Regions from separate parts of the Danio rerio genome. Here region 1 is linked to region 2. The links are chromatin contacts, called in public Hi-C maps. All regions are on one chromosome and are shown on one strand. Each heading gives the region's core, a stretch centred on a gene start, on an enhancer-like site or on the middle of the called end of the contact. The rest is flanking DNA. Distances are from core to core; before and after follow the strand shown. Region 1 overlaps LOC141386356 (a long non-coding RNA gene). Region 2 overlaps LOC141386355 (a long non-coding RNA gene).

Evidence for each region. A called contact is a pair of places that touch in the nucleus more often than the background predicts.
Region 1: a contact with region 2 is called in a Hi-C map of embryo, with 2.1 times the contacts expected there. The contact joins two enhancer-like sites. A contact is called at or near these places in 7 of 18 Hi-C or Micro-C datasets (caudal fin, embryo, hematopoietic stem cells and 1 more).

Annotation. Positions count from the first base shown.
Region 1 is chr6:50,676,086-50,678,837 of GRCz12tu, reverse strand. All of the region lies in intron 2 of LOC141386356 (a long non-coding RNA gene), which reads left to right. It also overlaps a transcript of phc2b not described here. Among named protein-coding and RNA genes, the nearest start is that of phc2b, 8.5 kb to the left of the region's middle. Within about 2 kb of position 1,372, at least 3 of the 62 cell types and tissues checked have an H3K27ac peak or open chromatin away from gene starts, as enhancers often do.
Region 2 is chr6:50,635,586-50,638,285 of GRCz12tu, reverse strand. All of the region lies in intron 4 of LOC141386355 (a long non-coding RNA gene), which reads left to right. Among named protein-coding and RNA genes, the nearest start is that of slc2a1b, 12 kb to the right of the region's middle. Within about 2 kb of position 1,340, at least 12 of the 62 cell types and tissues checked have an H3K27ac peak or open chromatin away from gene starts, as enhancers often do.

The sequences.
Region 1 (2,752 bases), core at 123-2,622, 41 kb before region 2:
ATAATTTTTTTGTTTTATTTTTTCTTGCATTTTTAACATTTTTATTTTCATTATAATTTCACATTTGAATCTCAACCCAGGTTCATTCTGAAAACGTCCTGTTATATACATTTCTGAAGAGCACAATTACGTCCCAGGAGGTACGTTTTTTGCAGTTTTTGTTTTTGCAAATCCACCAGAGGCCGCTGTGTACACTTTTTCAGATCTCAAATTACTTTCGCAAGTGGCATTTGCACCTGCTTTTCTCACGTAAATCCATCGGAAGCCGCAGTCAACTGACTGAAAGACTGACTGACCGATTGACTGGCCCACTCACTTCCCTAAACCCAACCAATTGTGTTTTAAAAAGCAATTCAGAAAAAGAAAAGCCGTCCCCTGATTTTTACCTTGTTTTCAGATTTTACCACATTCTCACACTGTTATTTAGTTGTTTATTTTATTTTTTGGCTTCTGTTTTTGTTTTACCCGTTTTCTGGAACTGTTCTTCCCCGAACTCAAACCCCATCACTGCATCTCAAGTCCGCAGAGATACTGTACATGTCGAGCTACTGGACAAACTGGTAACAGTGGGAAAGGCGTCCACATAGAGGTAAGTGGTTAGCTGGTAAGCGCGAAAAGGAACAGCATCATACTGGCCCGTAGCATTCGTTTTAAAGATGAAATCCAGGCATACGTACTTGCTACATAATTCACGATCTCCAGAAATGTATATAGGGCTACGTTTTCAGAATGAGCCTATGTTGGAATATCTAGTATTGTAAAATGTTTCTATTGAAGACCAAAAAAAGTGCCTTAATCTGTTTAAAACCTACGCCTAATCAGAATCAAGCCAATAAATAAATATAACAAACACATATGGTCCAAGTAAACTGTTCATCCTTATACTAAATACAACCCATCACACAGTCCTGTGTTTAAACTTAAACCAAACCTCATTGTGTGCCTTATGTATGTGTATACTCAAATTCAATTAAAATGCTATTTGTATGGAGTTTGTAAACAACACACATTGTTTTCCAAACCACTTTATGGAAAACCAGTATCCTAATGTTTAAAATATGCTAATATCTTTAAGCCTTATGGTTGCAATCAGCAGCTTGGTGATAATACGGTTTACATTTAGTGACAATACAATCAATCAAGCAGTTTAGATATGCAGACCTTACTATGCGGTCACAGAACGCTGGCCTGTGGGCTTTCCTTGACTAATGGCCTCGCACAACAGTGAAAAGTCTCACCGTAACCCTCTTTCACCTTCTCTCCATCTTGTTCTCTTTTCTTTCTCCTCTGAGACTCTGTTAATTGGTGTCCCATTGGTCCCCCTATTCTGTGGCAATAGAGCCTCTGTGGCCCCAGACAGACATTCCCAAGTGACTCTGTTTCTCTGAGCATCAATGCAGCGGAGATGGATTAACTCTCCCTAAGAAGGCTGTGAATATAGTACACTGATGATGACCACTAAGATGGGTTACAGAGGGGGCTCTTCATACTTATTAATGGCCAGGAGGATATGAATGTCGGTAATGAGCACCTCTGGAACCGCAAACCTCACTGTGATTGCAAAAAAAAAAAAATGATAATGATGTTGGCATTGGTTGTAAGGGGGTTCATTGATTTATGCTTTTGAATGGCTAGCATGCATTTGTTTATTTATTATCTTCTTCAATTGTGCACCTATTTTAAAAAGGATTAAATTCATAATTTTTATTACTGATTATTTTTTTCTCTGTTTAATATCATGAGATGAACGGTCCTTTTATGTTAATTCGTACATTGTACTGTGCAGAGTCAAAAAATAAGTAATATAATAATAATGACCAGCCAAATAATATTATATTATACTTTTTTTTTTTTTTTTACTGTGGACTTTTTAAATTGCAATATGGAACCTTGATTTTTTTCATTGTTGCTCTGAAAACTTGTGACTTGATGTTGGAAATATAATTTTGGGATTTAAAAATATTTTTTTTTTTGAAAATTTAAGTTCAAACATGTTATCTGGGTTTTTTATCTATAAAAATGATGCAAAATTATGGCAACGAAGGCTGTGTGATTTATCAAAAAAAGATTGCAATCCTGGTTCGACCCTAGACATGATCTTTATTCAGCTTTTCTATGATTCAGCTAATTATAATATAGTCTTCACATTGTTTATATACAGTTGAAGTGAGAATTATTAGCCTCTTTTGATTTTTTTTCCTTTTTAAATATTTCCCAAATGATGTTTAACAGAGCAAGGGCATTTTCACAGTATGTCTGATAATATTTTTTCTTCTGGAGAAAGTCTTATTTGTTTTATTTCGGCTAGAACAAAAGCAGTTTTTAATTTTTAAAAAAGCATTTTAAGTTCAACATTATTAGCCCCTTTAAGGTATATATTAATAGTCTACAGAACAAACCATTGTCATAGAATAACTTGCCTAATTACCCTAACCTGCCTAGTTAACTTAATTAACCTAGTTAAACCTCTAAATGTCACTTTAAGCTGTACAGAAGTGTCTTAAAATATCTAATCAAATATTATTTACTGTCATCATAGTGAAGATAAAATAAATCAGTTATTAGAAATGAGTTATTAAAACTATTTAGAAATAATGTTATTATTTGTTTAGAAATGTGTTGAATTTTCTCCATCAATTTCTCTATTAAACAGAAATTGGAGGAAAAAATAAACAGGGGGCTAATAATTCAGTGGGGCTGATAATTCAACAACTGTACCTTGCTCAGCAACATGGACACCTCCAAATGGTGT
Region 2 (2,700 bases), core at 91-2,590:
GTGGAGGGTCATTTTCTGCTAGAGATACTGTTGCCCCAAAAACTAAATAAAATGTTAGTCAAAACACGTAAAATAAAAAAAAACTTGCATATACTGTAGAAATGGTATAACAAAATTTTAACGCTTTTAGAACATTGACTTTCTCAAACCACGGTAAACCAGTTATACACCACTGGACAGTGCTTATGAACGCTCTCTGATTAGAAGAAACTGTTGAATAAAATTTTTATTTTTGTTTTATGTGCACAGAAAAGGATTCTCGTAGCTTGATAATTTTCCTGTTGAACTAATAGAATAAAAAATATATGTTTGCCACACTTATTTAAAATGAGCTGAAAAAAAATTCTTGAGGTATTTTGTTTTGACAACTTGATTGTTTAATGTCCAATCCACATTTGTAAAAACTAATAAAATAAATTAATTTTTGTATGCTGTCCCTAGACAAATCGATTGTGTAGAACCCAGCATTTTTATTTATGGAGGATGAGAGAGCTTTTAGATTTCATCTAAAACACCTTAACTTTTATGTACTGAAGATGGACAAAGGTCTCAGGCCTTTGGAGCCACACAAGGGTGAGTAATTAAAAACGCCATGTTCTTTTTTGGGTGGGCTAACCCTTTAATTTAATTTATTTTATTAAAACTTTCCTTCAGTCATTTAGTTTCCTTCAGCTTACTCCCTTATTGATCAGCGGAATGAACCGCCAACTATTCCATTATATCTGTTACACAGCGGATGCCCTTGCAACACCCATACCATTTTGCATTCACAGACACACACTCATTCACTAGAGCCAATTTTTGTTCATCCAATTCATTAAGAGTGCATGGGGAAAACATCGTAAGGAAACCCATGCGAACATGGGGAGAACATGCAAACTCCACACAGGAACGCCAACTGACCCAGCCAGGACTCAAACCAGCAACCTTCTTTCTATGAGGTGACAGTGCTAACCACTGAGCCACCGTGCCACCCTGTTACATGCCTGGGGGTGTTGCTCTGTTGTTCCCTCCTCCCCTTTCTGTTTCTATTTGCTGTCTCCTGTACTTCTAAAATCTAGGTGTTCCGATTGGTTGGCAGAGTTCTCCCTCCCTCCCTCCTTAAACTTTCGAAACCTTTCTATTTGTATTTGACAGTGGTGTCGTGTGAAAGGGCGCTGATTTCTAAAGTCTTCATAAATGTGCTGAAGTGCATTAAACAATGCCTTGCAGTGGCCGTATTAATAATAAACCCATGAGACATGCCATGCTTTCTCCAGCTGGTTTAAATAGAGGCAGTGACTCAGCAGGGCCTAAACTGGCAGAGAGGGCATTGGGTGTTTCGGTGCTTGTCACTTCTGCAAGCAGTGTATCAGATTTCACAGCTATGAAAGCCCTGGCCTCAACTGCTCTGGTGCTAAAATGTCATAGGTAGAGTGAAGTTTGGGATACCGGGACGAACGTGCAGATGCGAGGCTAAAGCATGTGCTGGCCGGGACTCTGTCTGGATTGGCTCCCGGTGACTCAAATGACACAGAGGCATAGTGACCAGGCTGTTCATCTATCTTGTTAAAAGCAGCCAAGGGGTGTTGGCTGATTGGGCATCAGTTCGGACAGCTAAAATATATAGACAGAAGGTCAGTCTGTAGCCTTGACCTGACAAATTTTCTAGCATGATGCTGTGCTAATTCAGACATACGACCTTTTTGTTTCAGCTATGCATTGTTTTTGATCTAAATAAGGCTGCAGCTCAAATCTCTACTATTGTATATGCACATATTACTTGTATAAAGAAATGTTATACCTGAATTCTCCCTCTAATTCCTCTTTTTTAAAGAGGAGAAAAAGTGCTTAAATACTTCACTGTGAAAAATTATATAACAAAAAGTCTTGACAACAAATGCTTTTGTTATTTTGACTGAATTTAATAGGATTTGAACTAATTGTTTTTAGTTGTACAAATTTTACCGTATTCTTTTTAGTAGTCAGTTTGGCTGATTTAAGTAAAAATTCCAACAAATTTCAACTAAAATAAATAAGGCAAGAAGAATTTTGTTTAGGTGTTTGGTTAGAAGTGATTCAAAATGAGGTGAAATGTTCCCAGACTCTCTAATCTACAAATAAATCAACCTGTAAGTATTATTCTTGAAAGAACTTGTTTTTAGGGATGGGCATTGCCACTTACGGTTAGAGGTGAAGTACAAACTGATATTGGGAAAAAAGTTCTGTTAAAATATTGTTTTTTTTTATAAAGTGCAGAGAACTTTTTTAAAAGGTTTATTAAATTTGTTTTTCACGTTACACATAGCAAACAAAAAAAAAACACCCCTTTCCCAGAACACCAGACTTAGGAACAATACATAATCAAATGTCCATGCAGAAAATAAAAAATGTAAATATGACACAAGTTCCTTTTTTCTCACATTGTCATATGTTGTGCGTCCATTTCCATCACAAGAGTTACAAAAGACTGCGAGACCTTACAAAATGTTTCAACAGACCTTTTGATAGAATGCCTTATTTTCTCCAACTAAAGACGAGACATCACTTCTCTTATACAGTGACTATGTGTTGGTGGAATTGGGTCTTTCCATTAAAACAATATCAGTCTTTTAGTGCAGAGAACTTTTGATGATCATCATGTTGCTTTTGCATTATTTTGGCATTTCATAGTCACAGTATATTTACTCTTTCAAATTAAGAAAGAAAAAATGTCACAAA